Linked DNA regions of Mus musculus: all the other regions are linked to region 3. The links are chromatin contacts, called in public HiChIP or PLAC-seq and promoter capture Hi-C maps. All regions are on one chromosome and are shown on one strand. Each heading gives the region's core, a stretch centred on a gene start, on an enhancer-like site or on the middle of the called end of the contact. The rest is flanking DNA. Distances are from core to core; before and after follow the strand shown. Region 1 holds the start of Trmt44 (tRNA methyltransferase 44). Region 2 holds the start of Cfap99 (cilia and flagella associated protein 99). Region 3 holds the start of Hgfac (hepatocyte growth factor activator).

Region 1 (4,045 bases), core at 1,374-3,873, 530 kb before region 3:
ATTGTGCCCTCTAATTTGTCTTATCAGATAATAGAAAAGATGGTGCAACTTTTGAGAAAAGGCACAAATCAACTCTCTTTAAATCACGTCACTGAGCTCTTGCCATACCTTTGAGGTCAGAGGTGCCACAGTGAATCACTAGCTTCCCTGTCTCTTCACCACCCCCACCCCCACCACACATGAACTTTGCTTTCCAGACTCCGTGGATACTGACTTGTTGGTTAGCCTCCTCTGTCAGCTAGCAGCTTCTCAGAGACAGGGTCTGTTTAGCCCTGTACCTGAGTCCCCACAAACATGTACAGCTAACATTGATCTCTACCTGCTGTAGCACCACTAACACCTTCCAATAGATTAGCATTGCCATTCAGCAGGCAGAAGTCCTTTGCTCTAACTGGTTAGAGGCAAGAGGAAGCTCTTCAAGAACTGTCTGCTTTGTGGTGGCTTTTGTATCCCTTAGCTTAGGCTACCCTTGAGTTCATGGCAGCACACAGCATTAACAGCAGCCATTTGCACCCTCTAGTGTCATTATCTGTGTAAGCTTAAGGTTATGGGACCCTTAGTCCTACAGTGACAAGTGTTACAGCTCTTCTATAGGGTTAGAGTGTCAGAACCCCACAGCCTCACACTGCACCAGTGTTAACAGTTCCTGCATGTGGTGTGTCTGAGCCCCTTGACTCCCAAGTCCTGACAGCTCTGTGGAACTCTTCAAGCTCTTTACAGCCTTCTCTCCGTCAGCCTTAATTCCTTACTCTCACTCTTTAGCCCCACTGTATGATTTCTGCTCTGGCTGCCTCTCTTGCTATGACCACAGCCGCGGCTATTGTTTGCTACTGCTCCATTTTGCTGTCCTCACTGGTGTTGCAGCTGCTGCCGTCACTCTCTGTTACCACTCACCGCCAGCTCCCACCACCCCCTCTATTACTTCCAAACTTCCCTCGGCCACCCGTGCAGTCCCCGTTACTTGAGCAAAGCAGCCATAGTTGTTGTTTAGCTGCTGTAAAGTGCCCCTGGTTCCCTAAGGGACATAATGAAACCCAGGAGCAGCAACAAAGTGAAACTTTGGCCTACATGGGTGTTGCCAAGAGGTTGGGAGATGAGGTCAAAGATGCGTGTTTGGCTCTTTGGACCATTAGAGCAGAGGCATGTGGTTGTTGTGCTGATATAAAAACACAGCTTTGACCTTAAAGGGAGTGAGGGATAGCTTAGTCTGGAGACAAATATGAGTGACTATGGTTTAAAAACTATGTTCATACGTGGTGACAGTTTTTTTAATAGTAACAAAATCCATAAAGTAAGTATTTTTAAAATACAAGGATGGGTACCAACAGGTAGGTGGGTTAGAACAATGAGGGGAAATTGCTGGAGACATTTTTAGCCTTCATGTTGGTGGAAGCTAATAGTTTGTACATTCCAAAGGATTTAACAAATACTTTGTTTCGGACCTCAGGTAACAAAGTAAGAAATGAAAGACCCACAACGTGAGGACTCCCCCACGTTCTGACTCAGGAGAGGCGACACCCCAAAATCACCCACAAGAAACGGGCCTGTTGCAAAATGCAAGAGGATTTTTATTCAAGAGCGCTCTCGGGCCCACGGTCATACACCACGAAGGGGTAGAGGACCGTGGCGCCCCGAGTAGCTGAGTAAGGGGGTATTTAAAGGAAGAAACCACAACTCAAGGAGGTGGGAAGGGCATTGTTGGAAAATAACAAAAATACCAGTTAAGAGTCACAAGGAAGTGCAAAGTTACAAGAGTCACGAGGAATACCTGGTAATTGTGAGGGTTATTTTTCAAAACAGTTTCTAAGAGCCCCTAACAAAAGCACATTTGTATATGGCAATGGTCAGGGTGACTTTCTTTGAATGAGCACTCTTTGAACCCAGGAAGCGGGTGGGTAGAGGAATGTCGCTATCTGTTTTATGATTAGCATACCTTTACAAAGGCCACATTCCCAAGCCTGGGCCTAAAGGCCTAGAATTCTGTTTTTACTTTGTTATACTTTCAGAACGTCTGTGTTATAGGTTTCTTATGTTTTCTGATGCCAGCTTTATCTTTTGGGTTGGTAGGAGGTTACTTTCTGGCAAGTTAATGTATTCCAGTCAAAGAATTTGGAGTCAGACACAGGTGGGCAATGCATGGCTATAAAGGAGCTAAATAATCGCCCAAGGTAATGCTAGCTTTGGGTCCGCATTCCAATTCTTTACAATCATGAAGTTGTAGTTAGCCAACCAGCTTTGTAGAATCCTTCATATAAGTGTGGCTTTCTGCTGAGTGTATCAGTTACGTCTTGTTTGCTCAAGTAACTTCCTCTCCTCTCAGTATTATTAGCTTTGTCGTGAGAGGTGGAACCTCTGGGGGCAAAATTTCATTTAGGGGGCACGAATCGGATGTACCGCTTGGGAGCTCTTATTTCCAAGCAAGAAAGCAAGCAGAGAAGGGGTTGTACATTCAGTCGTTGAGGACCCCAGGAGGCTGTATCCACTGCGGCCCACACTCTGCTCCTCCCGCGTCCCAGGCTCCGCCAGCGGCTCCGAAGCTACCGCCCAGCAAAAAGGACAAAGGGATGGCCTTCCGGGTCCAGGCTCTAACTCCCGTGAGTCAATGCGCTTCCGGGTCGCGTCATCCCAACGCGCCGAGCGCGCAGCCATGGAGGAGCTGGGTAGAGTGCGGCTAAGCGATCCTGATGCCCTGCTACCTGCAGGCTTCTGGGCCGCCGTGACCGTGTGGCTGGAGAGGCCACAGGTGGCCAACAAGAGGCTGTGCGGCGCCCGCATGGAAGCCCGCGGGAGAACTTTGCGGTCCCACGCCCAGGCGGAGTGTGGACCGCGGCAGGGACAGGGACACGGGCTGGAGAGGGAACCCGGACAGGCTTCTCCTAAAGGAGAGCCAGAGTCGGGACCTAGGGCGAGCCGCGAAGGCACCGCTCCCGCGGCTGACCTGAACTCGCTATGGGACCGAGTCTCCCAAAGCCTCGTCCACGCCAATCCGGAAATGCTGGCCTTCCTCTGTGGCCCCTCGTTGGGTCCTCAGCCTGAAGCCGCGCAGGAGCTCGACCTGATTCTCAGGACTGTCATCCCGAAAGCGAGCCCGCACTCCCCACTCACAGAGCCGAAGAAAGAACTGGTAGTGCAAGGTAGGAGAGTAGTGGGAAGAGCGCAAACAGACTGAAAAGCGTTCGCTTTTTGAGACAGGGCCTTATATGGCCTGGAATTCGCTATGTAGAACAGGCTGGCCTCGAACTCACAGAGATACACCCGCCTCAGCCTTCCAAGTACTGGGATTAAAGGAGCGCCACACCACCCACCACCCAGCTCTGGCCTTGTATTGTCTAAGTGCTAGCTATAATGGTGTGTCCAAAGTGTAGAGCCCTCTCCCCAGTGCTGGACAGCCACTAAGGACTGGAAAGCATTACTCTCCTGTCCATCGCTGCTCAGTTCTACTTCCAAGGGATCCGTTTAGAGCAGTTATGACCTGATAGCCTTGTCTTTCCCCCTCAGATGTCTCCAGTGGGAGTGTCACCTTTTTGCCCTTGGAAGAAGATAATGAGGGGAATTTGGAGGTTAAAACGAGCAACGTGTATCAACTCCATCTCCATCACAACGAAGGAGAATGGTAAGAGCTGGACGCTGCTGTTGCACCACTATGTGATGCCCATCCCGGATGTCCTATCAGCAGTCAACTGGAAGATTCTGGGGTACAGAAGAGCCAAGGTCTTGTGTTGGTTGGCTGATCTCAGATGTATACTATAGTCACCACTCTGCTGGTTCCTGGCGCTGGTACTGGATTGGGGATCACAATGTAGCCAGAGTCCTTGATCTCTATATTCCATATGCCGGTAGGGGTGTACAGCAACTAGCTGGGGTACTCTGTTAGTCAGCTTTCTGTTGCATAATACCCAAGGGAGTCAACTTAAGGATGCTTGAGGGCCAGTGAGATGACTGTGCATAAAGGTGCTCGTTTCAAATCTTACAAGCTGAGTTTGATCCCTAGAGCCCACATGTTCTGTGAGCTGTCCTCTGTCTTTTAAACACACACACACACACA
Region 2 (4,068 bases), core at 1,540-4,039, 750 kb after region 3:
AATCCACTTCAACAGCTTAGGCCATATCAAACATATGTTAGTGAAAGCACCCTCTTTCCCCACAACTAAAGCTGCTCTGCTAAGTGTGGCGGCTACTGTTGAGGTTTTGTCTTTTACTGTGTATCACAATGTTAAGTGTTGGGGGAGGGGAAAGACCAGGAGTCTGCACATAGACCTAAGTGACCCTGCCCCCAGGCTATTTCTGATTGGTATATAAAGATGCCAATAGCTAATAGCTGAGCAGAAGAGACATCGGTGGGGTTTAGATTTTCTGGGCTTGGGATTGGAGAAGAACCATGAGAAGAAGAAGGTGCAGGAGGAAGGAGAAGCCACCATAGGTTTAGATGAGCTGGCCTCGAGGGCTGGCCAATTGAAGTTAAGAGCAGCCCAGATGAAACATAGTAAGTAGTAAGTAATAATTTGGGGTTATCAATAGGAAAGTAGATTCTAATTGCATATAAGGTAGGTATCTGCTCAGCTGTTGTGCTGTTTAAGGCTTATTGTAAATATAAAGGTTGTGTCTTTTATCCATGAACTAAATGGTCAAAGACTGTGTAGAAACCCCAGGTTGGAATTAAAAATTTCTACAACAGGCTATGAAGCCACTCCTTGCAGCTTTCTCTTCCCTCCTGAACTACAAAGCCTGACTCTCACTTGGGCCTATTGTTACCCAACCGGTCAGTGACATTTCTCAGCCTCCTTGAAAGCTGGCTATGGTCGTGTGTACAAGTTCTTCCATCTCTCAGAAGTACTAGAGAATAAACTGTGGGAGCATTAGCCTGAAGTGTAGGACATCTCTTTCTTCTCTTTTCCAGTAGGTTCATGGGCTTAGGAGGCGATGGCTAGAACCAGTGCAGCCATCCTGAATCCTCAGTAAACAGGTCAAGGATGGTAGCCAGAAAGCTGGTTCCTGTTGCATGTCCAGAATTACCTCTGCACACATCTCTCTCTCTTTTTTAAAGATTTATATGTAAGTACACTGTAGCTGACTTCAGACACACCAGAAGAGGGCATCAGATCTCATTACGGGTGGTTGTGAGCCACCATGTGGTTGTTGGGTTTTGAACTCAGAACCTTCAAAAGAGTAGTCAGTGCTCTTACCCGCTGAGCCATCTCACCAGCCCTGCACACATCTCTTGAATGTGAACAAATCTGTCATGCTGGGATCTTTCTGCCTATAGTTAAGCCTGATCCTGATATACCTACCTCCTTGGGCTCAGCCTTTATCTTGGGCACAACTTCCAATATGAAGCATAGAAACAGCTTCTGCACAGTAATAGCCCCAGGCTTTGGAGTTGGCCAAGGGTGAACAGACACCAGATAATTTATTAATCTACTTACTACTGGACATGAATTCATGTGTCTGCTCAACGTCTTCACTTGGAGAAGATGATGGCTTTGGGAAGAGCTGCTTTTAGTTTTCTTTTAAAATTTTTTTACTTATTTTTATGTGCGTGTATATATGGGTGCATATGTAAGTGTGTGCACTTCCATGGGGCGGCCAGAAAATGACCGTAGTGTAGCCCTGGCTGTCCTGGAACTCACTTTGTAGACCAGGATGGCCTCAAACTCAGAAATCTGCCTGCCTCTGCCTCCCAAGTGCTGGGATTAAAGGCGTGCGCCGCCACGCCCAGCTCCACCTTGTGTTTTGGGCAGAGTTTCCCATTATTGTGGTGCTCACCAACTAGGCAATAGGCTACATTGACTAGTGAACCCCGTGGGTCCATCTTCTTAGCCTCTGAAGTGCAGCGATTGTAAATGTCATAATGCCTGGCCTTTTTTACAAAAATATATTTATTTCTTATGTTTATGTGTATTTGCCTGCATGTATGTATGTGCATCACATGCATGCAGGGCCCATGAAGTCCAGAAGAGGGGTTTGATTATTTGGAGGTGGAGTTACAGAAAGTTGTGAGCAGCCATGGAGGTGCTGGTGACTGAATCTGGGGCCTTGCCAAGAGCACCCACTGCTCTTAATCACCGTGCTATCTCTCCAGTCCATGCCTAGGGTTTTTGTTTTTGTTTTTGTTTTTCCAGTGAGTTCTGGCATGCTGAACCTTCTTCCACTAATTAGGCAAACACGTCACTGATTGAGCTATCTTCCCAGCCCCACAAGCAGTTTTTATGACTGAGAGAGTATACAGTTGTGGACATGTTGACTCTAAGGTGATCTGTTAGTTGTACAAATAGTGAAGAACAGGCAAACATCTGAATTCAAGCATTTAGGCTGGAGGGAAAAAATGTTTTTAAAACCACGTAGCTGCCTGGAACTACATAGAAATGGGTGGAGAGCAGCTTCCAAGGAGTAAGAAGGGAGCTACAAAGCAGGTCCAGGGCTGAGGGGCTAAGGGAAGATGCAGGAACTGCTAGGGTACACACACTGTATTAAGAGGTAGTCATCTGGGTCACCTGTTAACAGAGAGAGAGAGAGAGGGAGAGAGGGAGAGAGGGAGAGAGGGAGGGAGGGAGGGAGGGAGGGAGGGAGGGAGAGGGAGGGAGAGAGAGAGATTGATTGGAGGTGGTGGAAAACACCCTACTTTTATTTTTGGAGGTGGGAAGAAAAGCGCAAAGGTAGCTCGCTAAGGCCAGAAAATAGGCAAAGATTGGAGAACTGGAGAAAACGAGTTAGGGAGAAGAGGATGGGCTGTGCCTGGCTCCCTGTGGCGGCCCCTCACCTTAACCTGCCTGCCTACCTGCGGGCCTCTTGGCCTTCCTTGGCTTTAACCTCGTAGTCTGTCCAGGCGCCGCGGGCGGGAGCGTTCACTGGCCAGCTCCGGTACCCGCAGATCGCCTAGGCATCGTTTGGGCGCCGTCACCTAGCAACGCCGCGCAGGCCCTGCCCGCGGTGGGCGCCGGGACCTGTAGTCCTGAGCCTCCCTCCCTTGGTGCGCGTCCCGGGTGGGGTACGGCGTGGCGTTGGGCGGGGATTGGCGGCCTCGCCGGGCTCGCCCCATCCACCACTTGCAGCGGGCCGGGGGCGTGCGGCGCCTCCGGCGCATGTGCGGTCGTGACCGGCGGAGGCGCTGGGTGCTCTTAAGCCGTGAAGCACCGCGCGCCCTGTGCCCGCGCCTTTCCGCGCGCCCGCCCGCTCGCGGGTTTGGGTCGGCCGCGCGCCGCTTGCTGAGCATCCTTCCGGCCGCGCACCTGCCCCGCGCACCTGCAGCCAGCTGCTCGGCGCTAGGCGCCGCGCACACGATCTGCTTGCTCAAGCAGGTCCCGGCCCTGCCTGCGTGTCCACCCCGCGCCGCAGCCGGACCCGGGCGCAGCGCTGCAGAGGGCGAGGGCCGCCCGGAGCGTGGCTCGGGCCGGCGCGGCGATGATGAACAGATTCCGAAAGTGGCTGTACAAACCCAAGGTGAGCGGCTCCAGCTGCGGACCATGTCCCGGCGTCGCGCTTTCCCCCCTCCAGATCCCTTATCCTGCAGGTCCCTCCTTGATAGATAGACCTCGTTTCCTTGGCCCTGTATGAATTTCTTTCTCCAGTTCATGGGATGCCCTTTCCCTGCATTCCGCGACTTGGACAGACCATGTACCTGGCGCGCATTGACTGCTCTTTTCCAGTACCAGACGGGGCTCTTTCTTTCGGGCCTGGGTGTACTGTCATGTTTCTCCTCGTCTGGATACTAGATGGGCTGGCTCCAGCTCGCACCCAGCGGTCCCAGCCTGCGTGCTCAGAGCCCCTACTTCTCTTGGTTCCCTCTAGCCTCACCGCTGATGCTCCTTCATCTTTTCGCAACACAATTATTCTGTCCTAGGATAGTGGGTCTCCCACCCTCCCTTCGCACTTGGGAACCGACCGTTTCATTCCCCTTTCTCCAACCTTAGGCTTTGGTCAGACTCTTTCTTCCCGTATCTTAGAGGTCCCTCACGCCGCGGTCTGGTCCTCTATCCCAAAACGGAGTAATTGGATCTTGGTCCAGTTCTCATCTCTATCCTGTTCCGGTAGCCGCCTGCACCCTTTTGGATCTCCGACCAGTCCTCTGCCCAGTCGCGGGGTGAGGCTCGTGGAGCTTGAAGCTTCAGTGGGCCGGAGGTGCGATTCACCAGCCAGTTCGGGTCCAGGCGGCG
Region 3 (4,286 bases), core at 1,188-3,687:
GGTGTCTTCACACCGGGCCTGGCCCTCCATACAGCCACATTGCTCCACATGTCCCTCGCTCACACGGGCCCAGTGGTCGCCCACCTCAAAATACTCATAGCGTGTTTCATCAAAGCATTTCTCTGTGAGTCACACAGTGTTCCCACAGTGCCCGTGCAGGTCCCCTCCCCCAGGTAGGCACTACCCACCCCAGGCTGGACTCAGCAGCTGCTCTCCCAGCCTCCTAGAATGGCCCCACTCCTGGGTCCCCGAGGTCCTCTCACCTGTGCCACAGTCCTTGCCTGTGAAGGCCAGCGGGCAAGAGCAGTGGTAGGACCCATGGTCATGTGTACTGGAACATGTGCCCCCATTGAGGCAGGGCCCAGAGGCACAAGGGTCAAGGATAGCTGGGTACACACAGGAGGGGATATGATGGCTATGACAAGAGTCTTTGGAGCCCCTCCATACCCTCTTGCCTGCCAAGGCTCTCTGTGAACGCTATCTATCTTCTCTGGGTTGTTGAGTGAGCAAGTTCCCACCTCCCAGTGACCCCCCCTCACCAGGACTGGAGAAGGTATCCCATGGTTCTGCACTCTGCTCTACACATCTCTCTATACATGCTCTGCCAGGCAACGGGGATCCCTCTCATGGCACACCCACAGGTTTCATGGCTTGCTCTTTTGGACTCAGGGCCTGTTCAAGGGACTATGTATGGCTACATGGATAGATCTCACCACAAGAGGGAGCCCTGGTATCACCAATGATCAGCAAAGCCATCCAGGGTCTAGGAAGGCTAGGTCCTGTCTGGGAGAAGCACCCTCTGCTGCCCTCTGGGCTGGCAGCAATTTTGCCCCTAGATATCTCTGAACTCAAGAAGATCAAACTCAGAGACACCCCCCCCCCAAACTCCATGCAGAATCCTTGCCCAGGTCACTAGTATCCTCACCCTGCACACTGACCCCTATACTCCTAACCCAAGCACCCTGTCAAAGCCTTTCCTGGGGGCTCAGGCTGGCCCTTTCACATATCTACCTGGACCTTCCACAGGCAGGGTCACCTCTGCACAGTAGCCCCAGGCCCGGTCTCGGTCATAGTTGTGTGTTGTAGCGCACCTGGAGGGTCGAGTCAGAGGATAAAACTGAGTCCCTGCCCAGAGCCCCACCCATCTCTGCCTGGGCACCCTGGAGCCCCTGTTCACTAAATGTACCTGCTGGGCATCAAGACCTACTAGCTTCAGGGTTCATGAGGGTCCACAGTGGGAACCTGTGTAGGTTCCTCAGCCGCTACCCCACTCTGGGACTCACCACTTCCTGTAGGCACTTCCCTCAGAGGTACAGGAGTGCAGCATGCGGCCACCGTAGCGGAAAGGGAACCTGCACGGCTGCCCAGACTCGGTGAGCACTGTGGAGGGGTGTCAGGGATCAGGCATCCCACTGGGTACTCCACCCCTACCCAGGCCCCACACCTCTTTAGCTGCCTTCCTGTTACAGTGTCTCACCTACCTTGGCCCCCAGGGGGGCTGCTGCTGGAGGGAGGAGGGTACCTCTCACTTTGGGGTCCCTCAGTCTCTGCTGCTGGAGCACTTTCTGTTGAGGTGCTGACATTCCCAGAGATCACAGGGATCGTGGGGGTCACGGGGGTGGCTGTAACGTTAGGTCCTGGGGGCTCTGTGTGGTTCTAGGAGCCCAAGGGGCCACAAAGGTGTCAGTGTGGAATAGTCCTTCACACTTGGACTCCACCAGTCGGATACACCAGAGACCTGAGACTCCTTAGGGCAGGTCCAAGAGGCAGTGGGTGTCCCCAAGACCTCCTCTGGCCTTTCCTTCTGAATCTGAGTGATCCAATGTGCTAACTTAAGAGTCACAGGGCCCCAGGTCACCCTGGTCCTTGAGATTCAGTCCTGGGGGGCAGTCCTGGGGTGGACAGGAACAGCTGAAGCACTCTGAGGTCTCCTACACCCCATCTCAAACACTGGAATGCAGCAGAAGCCCCAGGACCCCCCCCCCCCACTCACTCACGGGGCCTGGGCCACACAGTGGCAACAAGAGGATCCTAACAAGTTCAGGCCCAAGCACTACAGACCAGCCTAGCCCAGCACCCCATATCTCAGTGCAAAATGACAACTTCCACTCCACTATGCCACCACACTGGGTCCCTAGCTCACTCTGGGGCCCTCTTTCTGACCTCTCTCTTCCCAGGAACCGAGTGTGCATAGAGAACCCTTGGCCACATGCAAGGGAGAGGGGCAGTGCTCACCCTGCCAGCCTGGGGCTGGGCCCCCCGAGGCACCACCAGCAGCAGCAGGAGCAGCAGGAAGGGACATGGCCTGGGTAAGGGACAGAGGCTAGAGATCCAGGCCTGTCGCCCCATGGCTCCTCCTGAGCTGGCGTGAGGTGTAGCAGGAACAGAGTAGCCAGGGAACGTGGCCAGGGCAGGTGGGGTCAAGGCTACATGATAATGATTAACCCTGCCACCCACTGCATCCTGTTAGGCTCCTCCACAGCCATAGCTCCACCCTGCTGCCACAGCTCTGCCTGCTCTGCTGGGGCAGCTGTTGTTCTCTGGCAAAGGCTACAACTGCTCCTCGGCCCAACACAACCTTCAAGTCTCAGCCTCTTCCAGGAAGTCTTCCAGTGTGACTTGGGCAGGTCAGAGCCAGGCCTCCCAGGCACAGGTGCTGGCCATATTGCTGGCCACTCCTGTCTATGAGCCCTTTACAGGACCTGCTGCATGCAGGAACCTGGGGGTTCCAGTTCTTCCCAGCCAGCTACTGACTCATGGTGGGGGTGATACAGTCCCCAATCCACAGATGTCAACACAGGGTGGAGGGTACCCCCTCTACCCATTGCCACATAACAACTCAAGAGAGGTAAGGGTTGCTCCCTGGACCAAGTGCTGTGACCAGTGCCTGAGAACAGTAACTCTCTTTGCTGGTTTGTCTACTTGTCCTAAGCCTGGGGTACTCAGGACCCCCAGAATTCTATCCTTACCAGACAGCCTGGGTACCAGCAGCCCCCCAGTAAGCTTTCCCAGTCTGGTTACCTGTGGGCATAGCCTGCATGCCTTCAGTTGGGCAGGCTATACACAGAGCTTCCCTGTGGCTCCAGGCAGGCACTGGGGGCCCTAGGCAAACTGGAGTGGCCACCTCATACCCATAGCTCTAGCTGTCTTCTTGGGATCTCTCCAATTCCTGAGGGAGGGGGACAGGGCCAGTGGCAGGAAGGCTCCACTGGGCACAGTGGGTACAGTGGGCAGGAATGAGATCACAGTGACCCCCACCATAAATCTCAACCAAGCCCCGCCCTCACCAATGGCCAAACAGCACCCAAGCTTGCCAAAGTAGGTGCTAGAAGCATGGTGGGGCATGATGGGTACCAAAGGCATGGTGGTTCATGGCCAAGTGCGGGTATACAGTGGTGTCTGAGCATTGTGGTACTGAGGAAACAGTGGTGCTGGCGCACAGTGGGTACCAGGCAGATGCTATGAGTGCTAGGACATTGCGGGTGTTGGGAAATGTTGCTGCTGGGATGTGCATGATGAGGTGCCTCAGAGAAGACGCTCTCTGAGAAACCTTTCAGCCAGTCCATCTTCAATTCCAGGGAGAGATGTAAGATTAGCAGCTTGGCAGTTGGGCCATCAGTGTTGGGGCCTCTGCTCAGGCATCCTGGGCTTGTGACAGTGTGTCTTACAGGCTCAGCCCAGCACCACCCTGTGGTCCTTCCCCTCCTGCTTCTCACTGATGTCCTGCCATATCAGGACTTCTCATTCTATAGCCAGATTCACTCTGGTCTCAGCCTCAGACACACTGGCTCTTGCCTCCCTATAGAACTTATCTACAGTCAGGTTTTAGTTCAGATGTCCCCTCTCTAGAAGCCCCCTGGGTCACCTGAGTGAGACTAGGGAGAGGGGCAGGGCCAGTGGCAGGAAGGCTCCACTGGGCACAGTGGGTACAGTGGGCAGGGATGAGACCACAGTGACCTCACCATAAATCTCAACCAAGCCCCACCCTCACCAATGGCCAACCTCAGAGAAGACAGAAGACACAGATGTCCAAAAACCCCAGGTCATCTGCAAGGGACAATATGAATGGACAATGTTGGGGTGTGGCTGGCCTCAGTATCCAAGATGGTCATAGAGCCCATACATCTGAGGATGGGAGGCGATCCCATCCTTTAGCTCCCAAGCACCAAGCTATCTCTGTGCAGCCACCCTTGTCCAGGAACCATTTCCTCTCTGGAAGTCTTTCTTCCTAGGGCCATCTGCAGGGGTAAGGGCTCCAAGAGGATGGCATGTGACATCGGCACTCA

Evidence for each region. HiChIP or PLAC-seq counts read pairs in DNA pulled down with a chosen protein or histone mark. Capture Hi-C pulls out chosen DNA fragments and counts their contacts.
Region 1: a FOXA1 HiChIP or PLAC-seq map of pancreatic cancer cells shows a contact between it and region 3. The contact joins the promoter of Trmt44 here to the promoter of Hgfac in region 3. A contact is called at or near these places in 2 of 39 promoter capture datasets (the 3T3-L1 cell line and hippocampal neurons) and 1 of 115 datasets of contacts at active chromatin or transcription factors (pancreatic cancer cells).
Region 2: a contact with region 3 is called in a promoter capture Hi-C map of liver, with 2.5 times the contacts expected there. The contact joins the promoter of Cfap99 here to the promoter of Hgfac in region 3. A contact is called at or near these places in 2 of 39 promoter capture datasets (the C10 cell line and pre-B cells) and 2 of 9 other capture datasets (embryonic stem cells and liver).

The regions. Positions count from the first base shown.
Region 1 is chr5:35,573,648-35,577,692 of GRCm38.p6, reverse strand. It overlaps Trmt44 (tRNA methyltransferase 44), which reads left to right and starts at 2,623. Exons shown (of 11, transcript NM_030208.3): 1 at 2,623-3,134; 2 at 3,499-3,613. The coding sequence starts at 2,648.
Region 2 is chr5:34,287,386-34,291,453 of GRCm38.p6, reverse strand. Cfap99 (cilia and flagella associated protein 99) reads right to left here and starts at 2,789. Exons shown (of 16, transcript NM_001370805.1): 1 at 2,694-2,789. It overlaps Zfyve28 (zinc finger, FYVE domain containing 28), which reads left to right and starts at 3,130. Exons shown (of 13, transcript NM_001015039.1): 1 at 3,130-3,355. The coding sequence starts at 3,317.
Region 3 is chr5:35,039,660-35,043,945 of GRCm38.p6, reverse strand. It overlaps Hgfac (hepatocyte growth factor activator), which reads right to left and starts at 2,437. Exons shown (of 14, transcript NM_019447.3): 1 at 2,236-2,437; 2 at 1,482-1,656; 3 at 1,284-1,380; 4 at 1,012-1,091; 5 at 264-386; 6 at 1-122. The coding sequence starts at 2,349.